Regions from separate parts of the Mus musculus genome. Here all the other regions are linked to region 3. Evidence: chromatin contacts called from public Hi-C data. All regions are on one chromosome and are shown on one strand. Each heading gives the region's core, a stretch centred on a gene start, on an enhancer-like site or on the middle of the called end of the contact. The rest is flanking DNA. Distances are from core to core; before and after follow the strand shown.

Evidence for each region. Hi-C and Micro-C count contacts between places; a contact is called where the count stands out from the background.
Region 1: a Hi-C map of the N1E-115 cell line shows a contact between it and region 3, with 3 times the contacts expected there. The contact joins two enhancer-like sites. A contact is called at or near these places in 2 of 484 Hi-C or Micro-C datasets (the N1E-115 cell line and bone marrow-derived DN2 thymocytes), 4 of 115 datasets of contacts at active chromatin or transcription factors (cardiomyocytes, embryonic stem cells and heart atrium) and 3 of 9 other capture datasets (adipose tissue, liver and pancreatic islet).
Region 2: a contact with region 3 is called in a Hi-C map of the N1E-115 cell line, with 2.9 times the contacts expected there. The contact joins two enhancer-like sites. A contact is called at or near these places in 4 of 484 Hi-C or Micro-C datasets (the N1E-115 cell line, cerebral cortex and nephron progenitors) and 2 of 115 datasets of contacts at active chromatin or transcription factors (embryonic stem cells and neural progenitor cells).

The regions. Positions count from the first base shown.
Region 1 is chr9:120,376,560-120,380,152 of GRCm38.p6, forward strand. All of the region lies in intron 2 of Myrip (myosin VIIA and Rab interacting protein), which reads left to right. Among named protein-coding and RNA genes, the nearest start is that of Gm34159, 15 kb to the left of the region's middle. Within about 2 kb of position 1,407, at least 13 of the 459 cell types and tissues checked have an H3K27ac peak or open chromatin away from gene starts, as enhancers often do. A contact at or near this core is called in the N1E-115 cell line, where this site is marked.
Region 2 is chr9:120,209,076-120,212,344 of GRCm38.p6, forward strand. No RefSeq gene overlaps it. Among named protein-coding and RNA genes, the nearest start is that of Gm38642, 3.9 kb to the right of the region's middle. Within about 2 kb of position 1,721, at least 7 of the 459 cell types and tissues checked have an H3K27ac peak or open chromatin away from gene starts, as enhancers often do. A contact at or near this core is called in the N1E-115 cell line, where this site is marked.
Region 3 is chr9:120,273,786-120,277,502 of GRCm38.p6, forward strand. No RefSeq gene overlaps it. Among named protein-coding and RNA genes, the nearest start is that of Myrip, 28 kb to the right of the region's middle. Within about 2 kb of position 1,821, at least 5 of the 459 cell types and tissues checked have an H3K27ac peak or open chromatin away from gene starts, as enhancers often do. A contact at or near this core is called in the N1E-115 cell line, where this site is marked.

The DNA of each region.
Region 1 (3,593 bases), core at 157-2,656, 100 kb after region 3:
GTGGCTGGCACTGGCTAGTTGTGAGGTATGACTGAGTCTACCTCTGGTAAAATTCCATAATAGACATGGCACCACCCTCTGGAGTGGCTTCCTATAGACACGACTGGTAAATAGAAACAAAACATTTTCCTCTTCTTATTGTATTTTTATTTTTTTGTTTTGAGACAGGATTTCATGTGACCCAGGATGGCCTCAAACTCAGTATCTAGCCGAAGTTGACTTAGAACTTCAGATTCCCTGCCTCTATTCCCAGAGTTTACAGGGATGTGCTACAGGGATGTGCCATTGCACTAGGTTTATGTGGTGCTGAGGGGTAAACCCAGGGTTTAATCAAGCCTTGGAAGCCCTCTGTCACCTGAGCTGCACTCCAAGACCCTGTCCTTGCTTATTAAAGCAGGTCTGGTTCCATGGCCAGGGCAAGCTCTGGGCTCCACGTGAGCTCAGTGTGAAGCAAACTCCCACTGAGCTTTGCCGAGCCTTGCCCCTTCTCCTTTCCTTCTCTTCCTTTACGCCCTTCCCCTGACCCCTTGATCTTCAGTGTCTTTTTTATTTTTGGATAAATGCATACAGGTATACAATGTGTTATGTAACAACCACCCTACGGCCTTCACTCAACTCCTCTCAGAATACCCTGACAGCCTTCTCCCAATTTCATGTCCTGTCCTCTCTTGTTAGAGCTTCTGTCACCCGCCGAGTTCAATGAGCACTGCCCACCCATGGGTTTGGGGTCACCCCCTGGAGCAGCCTCCCAGCCATCCCACAGGGAACAGGGAAAGCTTAATTCCAACCCCATCTGGGCCCTGACATCCAGCTCAGAGCTGTTCTGCTCTGTTGCTGTGTAGAGGGACGTGCTGGTGTCTCTAGGAATTGTGCTTAGCAATGTGACACTTATTCCTAGTCCCTGCCTGCCTGCTGCCTTCCTCTGTGCTTGCCTGCCCAAGACCCTGCCCTGTGACTCTTTCCCTAACACAAAAAGAAAACTTCCTCACTAAAGAAAACACCCCCCACCCCCCAGTAGCCGTCAACAGCCAGGAGTTCCTCACCCCTGTACCACTTTTGAAACCACTCTTAGACTGCACCACACACACAGGAGTTCCGCCCAAGGTGCCCACTCTTTGGGCCTCTGATTCTTCGTCTCTCAAATGAAGGTAGCTCACCACACACACTAAGGAAGATTATTCCGAGGCTGGGTAAAGGTGTTGTGTCTGGGAAGGCTGTGAACGTGGATACCCAACGGCTAGAGAATTAGTAACAAGAAAACGGAAATTGTATTGAAGGGTTTCAGTGTAGTTGTTATTTCGTGTGGTTGTCCTGGTCATCGCTGCCCAATAAAAGGCAGTAAGTGCATTCATTCCCTTGGCTAAGGAAAACACCTTCCAGCTCCCAAGTGCAGGGCTGCCCTCTAGTGGTCTCTGTGCGGATGTGAATTTTAAAAAATCGGTTTTTAAAACTCATGTGCGTGTTTGCATGTTCCTGTGACTGTGTTCATGCATGTGGATGTAGCTGCACACATGTCACGACATGCATGTAGAGGTCACGGGACAATCTCCTGTATCAGGCCATGCCTTCTACCTTGTTTGAGACTGGGTCTCTTCTTGACCATTGTAAATGCCAGGCTAGCTGGCTCACAAGCTCCCAGGGTGCTCAACCCCCTAGCCCCCTGTAAGAGCTCCGGGATTACAGATGCGCACCACCATGCCTGGCTTTACATGGCATTGGGGGATCTGAACTCAAGACCACACACTTGTTCAGCAAGCACTGTACCTACCGAGCCAGCCCAGAGAATAAAATCTTGCAGACAGATGGCAAACTGTCATTCTCAGTAGCCCACAGGTGTTCTCCAGGGATAAATTACACACCCCGTGGTCACTCTGACCTCTCCAGCATTCTTGTTTACATACGCACACACTTCTGAGTGTTGGAAGAACTCTTGGTGTCTACCGTGGGAGCCAGAGCAGGTCAGTGTGTGCACCCTGAGAGAAGCACTCTGAGCGTAGAACCGCTGGCATTTGTGTGAGAGAGAGGTCGATTTGTCTTACAGAATATGCTTAGGTGATGGTGCCCACTGGCTGATCCAGTCTTCAGGGTGAGTGGAGGTTGGAGATCCAGGGGGAGTTGCTAGTTCAAGGCCGGAGGCGGTGTGGTCTATCGGCCTTGTTTCTGCTTCTCTGGTGAGTGTGGGTGAGATCTAGCCACTTACAGGGAGTAATTGGTGTGAGTTGAAGTCTACTGATTTAAACATAAATCTTTTTTAAAGACACTGTGTGTGTATGTGTGCATGTGTGTTTGTGTATATCTGGGGAGGGTTGCGTATGTGTATCTGTATGTGTCTGTATCTGTGTGTGTCTCTTTGTATGTCTGAGTGTCCATTTGTGGTCTGTGTATATCTTGTATCTGTGTGTGTCTGTGTCTTTGCCTCTCTCTCTCTCTCTCTCTCTCTCTGTGTGTGTGTGTGTGTGTGTGTGTGTGTGTGTGTGTGTGTGTGTGTTTGTGTGTGTGTGTGTGTCTAGGAATCAAAACTTAAGGCCTCTAGAGGAGTAGGGCATACTCCTACCTACTAAGCTGTCTGTCCAGCCCTCTGGATATCAGCCTTATCTTAAAAAATACCTAGACAACAATATCTAGATTGATCTAACCAAATATTTAACTCTTTCCGGATAGATACAGAACATTAACTTAGGTTTTCTGAAAACATTTTTGGATGTATCTGGCATTTGTCTGCAAACATCACCATCCCTTCAGGAGAGAGCCCTGGGCAGTGTCTTCATGCTCCATCGTTCTTGTCTTTCATGGCCCCATCTTTTTCTGTCTCTAAACTGCTCCATGCTTAGGATATGTCATGGCTTGAGGCAGCAGCTCCACAGATGTCTGTTTCATAAAGAGCCACATAAATTATGTAGCATCCATTTATGAGCACAACAGACATCTTAACAAGCTATGAATCTATGTGCTCAATATGAATGTTAAAGTAATGGATGAATTTAGTTTTGGATTCAGAATATACTTTCTATTATATTTTAAAAATAAAACCAAATCATAGTGCTTAAAGTGGCTGCTTGTTTTCATTCCCAAGTGGCCTTCTATGTACACAGCCGACCACATCTATGCCTCTGCACTAGGGTTCACTTCCTCTCTGGGTAAGCGGGGGGGGGGGGGGGGGGGAAGGCAGCCTGAAGAGGAGGGCACACTGCTGTCCCCAGCGGCCTCCTGGGAAGAGAAGATCAGGGAACTGGGAGATCCATGAGGCTCTGCAGCTCTGCACATGAACATCAGACCCTGGGAAGCGGTTCTGTCCAATTGTCCTGCACATGTATGAATACCTCATTTCCTCTTTTACTTTTGAGACTTTTTGACACCAGTAGAACTTTTACTGACAAAAGAGACCTCAGGAACTTTGGACATTTTCCAAAATCCATTGAATCAGGTAGATTTTGTAGGGGAAAAAAATCAAGAATATAAAAGAAATAATGATTCGCTTGATTTTTTTTTTTTCCTCTTTGCTGAATGTAAGCAACTGTTGGACAAGTAGCTGGCGCCCTCTGGGAATTCCTCTTGGACCGGGCATGTTTGCAGCAGCCGTATCTTGTGAGCTC
Region 2 (3,269 bases), core at 471-2,970, 65 kb before region 3:
TGGGCTGTGGAGACGGCACAGAGCTTAAGTGCCTCCCTCACAAACTGGAGGACCGGAGTTTAGGTCCCCAGAAACCAGGGGATGTTGGGTGTGTGGGCCTGTCTGTGATTCCAGCATTGGACTGAGCTGACTGTCAAGATAGCCATATGGGTAGGCTCTGGTTTAAATGAGAGACCTCAATGAATACCTACATATTCATGTGTGCTCACATATGTGCAAACCAGCATGCTTGTATGCACACTGCACACATGCCACACACACACACACAGCACACACCCAGTACACACATGTACTTCACATACCACATACACATACTGGACACATACAGTGTACACACACACCACACATACACACTGCACACATACACTACACAAACACAGTGCACACACTTTACATACCACACACACAGTGCATACACACTTCACACATACTACACACACATACACCACACATACACACTGCACACACACAGTGCAAACATGCACTTCACATACCACACACACATACTGAACACACACAGTGCATACACCACACACACACACACACACTGCACACACATGCTGCACACACACTGCGCACACACACACATACTCACAAACATGGAAAATATTAGACCATATGCCCTCTCTGTGGGTCATACCCCAACACCTCCACGGCATCACCAACCCAGAGTCTCACTAAACCTTGCTGTGCAAAAGTCTACAAGCGGTGTGGGTGCACATATGTAACACCGGCCTTGAGGCAGGTGGGGATCATAATAGCAAGGTCAATCTTGAATACAGTCCTCATCTCAGAAAGGGCTCGTTTGGGAGCTGAAGCAGCTGGTCCGTCAAACAGCAGTAGTCAGGAGCAGAGAGAAATCTGCACACCCGTTTGGTCTGCTTGCTTACTGCTCATGCCCCCCCTGGCCTTCCTCACTCTTTTAAAAGAGTATTTATGGGAGGCAGAGGCAGGCGGATCTCTGAGTTCGAGGCCAGCCTGGTCTACAGAGTGAGTTCCAGGACAGCCAGGGTTACACAGAGAAACCCTGTCTCAAAAAACAAAAACAAAACAAAACAAAACACAACACAACAACAACAACAACAACCACAACAAAAAAGAGTATTTATTTTGGGTGTATGAGTGTTCCTCCTCTCGGTATGTACATGCACCATGTGCATGCTGTACCCCCAGAGGCCAGAAGAGGGCGATGTTGTCCCATTGCCTGAAATTGGAGTTCTGGCCAGCAATCTAGTGTACAAACCCACACAGATACGCAGACACACATAATTACAAATAAAACACGTCTCTACAAAAGAGGGTTCTTTATGAATACCAAAAGGTATGAGCATCTCTCTGGAAATCCAGCAGGTCTTAGGGACTCTACTAGGAACCAGGGACAAAGCCAAAATAGGTGATGCATTATGCTATAGTGTGTCAACATGTTCCCAGGTAGATCCTGGAATCTGAAATTCAAGAGGAAAGAGGTGGTCCACAGGCGTTCTTAACTGGGCATCAGAGCACTTTCTAAAGCACGAGACTCTTAGGCTTTTTTTTTTTTTTTTTTTTTTTTTTTGAGTCATTATCCTCACTGTGGCAGAGATTCAAATCACATTTAATATCTTTCTATTATTTCCACATCATCCATCCACATTCCCAGACCAATAACTCAGCCACGATGGCAGTCGTCAGACCTCACTGGGGAGGAAAATAATTTGATTCTGCTCAGAAAGGACACGTTGGTCTGTGTCACCCCTCTAAGATCAGCAATCAAAGCAATTGTGATTTTCTCCTTTTCCCCTGGCTTGATAAGACCTTTCTCCATAATGAATAAATGTGTATTCATGCACTGACCCCGAGTGTTTTCCCTCTAGAAATAATTGTGTGCCTCTCTGAAGAGACTCCTTATTATCCCCACAGAGAAAAGATGGCTGTGTCACCAGTGGCCCGTGGTTCACTGACGTAGGCCTGTGAGTCAGCTGGACCCTGGACAGTGATCATAGCTGTGACAAGAGGGGACAGACTTCTGCTCTGGGAGTTGCTAATTAGAGAACAGGGAGGGAGTCATGATAGGGAACATTCCAGAAAGGAGTCTCTGCTGAGTTATAATTATGGCTGGGTCAACTCACAGTCACTTATGAAAGTAAAAGAGTTTCCATTGGAACAACCAAAGGCTGAGGGTTTTAAACTTGACACCAAGACATCGCTGTAAAAATGGCTCCTAGCTTGCTCCCTACTGCTGAGTAAACACCATGACCAAACACTTGGAGAGGGAAGGGTTAACTACACCTTAACCCTTGTAGTCCATCCTTCAGGGAAGTGGGGGCGGGGAGGGGGGGGGGACTCAGGGAAGATGGGAACTGAAGACATGAGGGAACTTTGCCTACTGGCCTGTTTCCCATGGCTGGTCCATCCTGCTTTCTTATACAACCCAGGACCCCCTGCCCAGGGAGGTCACACCCACAGTGGGCTGGACCCTCCCACACTCATCAAGAAAATATCTGTGGACTTGCATACAATCTGATGAAGGTGTTTTCTCAGTCGAGAGTCCCTCTTCCCTGACTTGTGTCAAGTTGGACACACACACACACTAGCCAACACACACACACAGTATAGCCAACACACACACACACACACACACACACACACACACACACACACACACACACGTCAGCACACCAAGGGAGCAGTTGAGACAATGCAGATGTAGAAGAGAGGCCAGATTCTGGGATAACCCTACACCTCTCTAAGAAGTACCCACTGTGGCTGAGCCTGCTTGGTAGAGAACTTGTCTAGCATGCACTAGGTCCCAGGTGTGATACACAGCATCACACAAACTAGGAGTGGTGGCTCACACCTGTGATCCGAGCACTCTGGAGGTGGAGGCAGGAGTATCACTGTCTTGCTAGGGGTCATTGCTTCTGGGTTACTTAGAACTAAGTCCAGGAAGCTCATACGTAAATGGGGACAGTGGCTCTGTGGTCAACCGCAGAGGGATTTCAGGGAAGATGTCAACACATGGTCCCGAATCCGAAATGGTTTATTTGTTGGTTATGTTTAGAATTGTTAAATTCCCTTGCTCCACGCCCGCATCTTCCAGTTCTTATAATTAAAATTAGGATGGCTTGGAGGTTCTTTCCTCCCTCCCTCCCTCCCTCCCTCCCTCCCTCCCTCCCTCCCTCCCTCCCTCCCTCCCTCCCTTCCTCCTTCCTTCCCTCCTTCTCTCCCTCCCTCCCTCCTTCCTTTCTTCCTACAGAAGGAAGAGAGACAGGATCTTCTGTATCTTGGGG
Region 3 (3,717 bases), core at 571-3,070:
GACCAGAGCCTCATGGATGCAGATGATGGCTGTGGGGAGAGGTTCAGCACGGATTAAGATGCCCTGACCCAGGGGATCAGGCTGATAGGTGCTGACACACCTGATGCTCTCTGGGCCACCAGAGTTTTTCTTACTGACCCAGGAGTAAAACAGAAACCAGATCTTAGAAGGAGAGCACTAAAAACTATAAAACAAAACAAAACAAAACAAAACCCCTGATGTGTCTTGTTTCTTGTCTTTGGTCTCTGAGGAAGCGACAGTTACTGCTGTTCCTGGATCCTTCATTCTTCACCCTGAAGCACTCCCCACTCACATTCTTCTGGTTGCATGTGCTCACTAAAGCATGTGTTGTATTGCTTCCTCCGTTTATTTCTTATTGTACTTTGCTTCAGACTTGATGAGCCTCTTTCTCTCTCCCTCTCCCTCTCCCTCTTCCTCTTCCTTCCCTCCCCCCTCCCCGCCTTCCTCTCTCTCTCCTCTTGATCAGAAATGTACTACCAGGCCAGAGAAAAGTGGTTGTTATTGGGAAATGCCAGAATACAAAGATGTCTTCATTTGTTGTATGATGTTGTAACAGAATACCCGAGGCTGGGCAATGTGTTAAGCAAAGAGGAACTTGCTCAAAAAAAAAAATCTAAACAGCATGGCTTCTAGCATCTGGTAGGGGGACCCCCCCCCCCAGCTTTGTGGAAGCACAGCAGAAAAGTAGAGGGAAAATAGTCACAAGCAAAGAAACTATACCCACTGCCTGATCAATTTTCTCCCTTGAGGGGCTTTGCCTAGCAAAGGGAGAGTGGCTAAAGCCACGGAAGCTCCGTCTTGCTCCTGTGGCCTGGTGGTCAGCCGCATTGAGATTCTAGATGCCTGCCTGCCTGCCTGCCTGCCTGCCTCTCTTTCTTCCCCTCCCTCTCCCCCTCCCACTTCTCCCTCACTGTCACATCCCTGGATGTCTGGCCCCAGGGATTTCTTGAAATGCTGAGCTGTCCTGGTGTCCACTGGCATTACTGTGTACTCTCCGGCACCAGGGCTGTGACCTCCAGTGTTAGACTAGGCTGCGAATATCTCAAGCTTCCTCTGGACTGTGAGATGTAACAGTGCCCTCCCCATCCCTGCTATCCAACATCAGCTCTTAGGAAACACGCATTTATCTATTTGTGGTTTTGCCTCTTTATTTTCTGTGAAGGTGGGCACGTGTGTCACAGCACACAGGAGCCAGGGGACAGCTCCACGTTACTCGGGTAGGTGCATTGTGTTGTGTTTGTTTGTTTTGCTTTTTTTTGGTTTTTGTTTTGTTTTGTTTTTTTCTTCAGGGCTGCTGCATACTCCAGCCTGGCGTGGGCTTCCAGGCCCCCTTCTGTGTCCACCTCCCACACAGTTGTAGAAATCCTGAGATTGACAGAGGCTCACAGTCACCTCCAGCTTTACATGCAGGTCTTGGGGGTTGACTTCTGGTCCTCAGGCTTCCATTTCCCCTCTCCCCCTCAACCTCTCACTGGACCCTTTGCTCTTTTTCCCCTTTTCAGTCTCAGTAGTCAGCCTAACCTTGCCTGAACTCTCTATTTCAGCCGAATTTCAACTCATGACCTTCCTGCTGCTTCTTGCCAAGTGCTGGGACTGTGGGCAGGCGCCGCTGTGTCCAGCCTTGCAGGACAGTGAGAAAACCAAACCAGGATCCACTCTAAATCAATTGCATGAAGCGTCTCAGGGTTGGAACACAGCATTGACGTATTTAACATGTCCCCAGCCAATTGCAGTCAGCAGCAAGAGTCAGAACTATCCCGAAGAACAAGGCTCCCAGAGGTCGGTGCTCTATGATGCCCAGATGCTTAGTAAAAGCACATCTGGGCTTCGGAGAATTCAGGATTCTACTGATCTAGGGAGGTGGCCACCATTTTTATTCCCATGGGGTTTCCAAGTGAGGTGAAGGCTGTTTGAAGGGGTCCTCAGTGTGAGCACAGTTTTGAGGGTGGTGTGATCATGAGCCCCACCTTACACATAAGTCAACGGAGTCACAACCGTGACCCAGTCAGAGCTGACAACGGTGACCCTCAGACTTCAGACCTCAGCAGTAACTGCTTCATCTTACACCAGGCGACCATGCAGCTGTAGCCACGTGGAAGCTTGCCCGGTGGGCTGCGCAAACTCAGTCCCAAATTCCTGCTGGCAGAAAGGAAGATGCATCAAAGATTACAAAGCTAATTTAGGTTCATTAATCAAGATAACGTTAATTGTTCCAGTCTTCTCAGTGAAGGACCACTAATGCATACAGAAATACTTCATCCAAGACAACTCAGATGTTATCTCCTCCGGGGAATTCATGAGGAAAGCTGTTTTGGGGGATGGACTCGGAGCTCTGTGCATCTTGCCTGGGTGGCCAGGGTGTCGTGGGAAGGCAGAGCTCCAGTTCCAGGAGACTCCAGGCTATTCCTCAGTGCCCTAGCAAAGGAAGGCCTCATTTAAATTATGTGTAAAAGTCAGAAGTCAGACCTGAGTGTGGGGGCACATGTCAGCCTGTCACCCAGTGCTTGGGAGACAGAAGCAGTAAGATGGTAAGCCAGCTTGGGCTACATAGCAAGACTCTTGACTCAAAAGAAAATTAGAAGTCAGGGGCAATACTGCCATAACTATATTATATTAATTATATTATATAGAATTATGTGGCTGCATGTGTGCCTGTGCGCACGCACACGCATGCAGGTGCTCTCATGTCACATCATGTATATGGTGGTCAGAGGAGAGCGACCTCGGTGTTGATCCAAAGCCTCTTGTCTGTTGCCGTGTAGTCCAGGCTAGCTTGGCAGCTAGCTTCCAGGGATTGGTTCTCCCAGCCCTCCCTCTCCTCTCTCTACAGCAGTGTTGAGATTGTAGACATGTACTTCCATGTCCCCGTGTTACATGGCTTCTGGGGATCAGATCCCAGACCCTCACATTGTACAGTAACAACCCCTATGTAATCTGTCAAGTCGGCGGCTCCCTGAGCAGATGAGTGGCTAGTTCAGTTCCCCCACCCCGGCATGTTTCTTACTAGTGCAGATATCTGTTTGACTTCCATACTGAGGACCAAGAGAGGACTTTCCAGACTCCTGGAGGAAGCGGGCTTTCCCCCATTTATGAACTCGCCTCCCAAGCTCCCTTCTCCATGTGTCTCTCCGTGGAACAGTGGTCCTTGCATTGGAAGAGGGTTATGAAACAGAGACCATGCAGTAAAGTTAGGCTCTGATTCTGCATCCCATCTTCCTCCTCCTGCATGGGGGTCTGTTTCTCAGAACGGAACCAAAGAGGCAAGAGAAACTTCAGTAAACCACCCAGTGCAGATGCTACTCCAAGTGTGTCCAACCTGGGCTCATGGCCTCCTGCCACCAAAGATGTTTATGAGTATGGCCCAACACAATGGTGTGTGTGTGTGTGTGAGAGAGAGAGAGAGAAAGAGAATGTGAATGTGTGTATATGTATGAATGAGTGTGTGACTGTGTGTATGTGAGTGTGTATGAATTTTTGTGAGACTCTGTGAATGAGTGTGTGTATGTTTATGTGAGTCTGTATGAATTTTGTGAGACTCTGTGTATGAGTGTGTATGTGTGTATGAATGTGGGTGTGTGACTCTATGTTTGAGTGTGTGTGAGTATGAATGTGTGTCTGTGACTGTATGAGTGTGTGTAAGTGTGCATGAATGTGTGACTCTGTGTGCATGAGTGTGTATGTATGAATGTGTGTGAC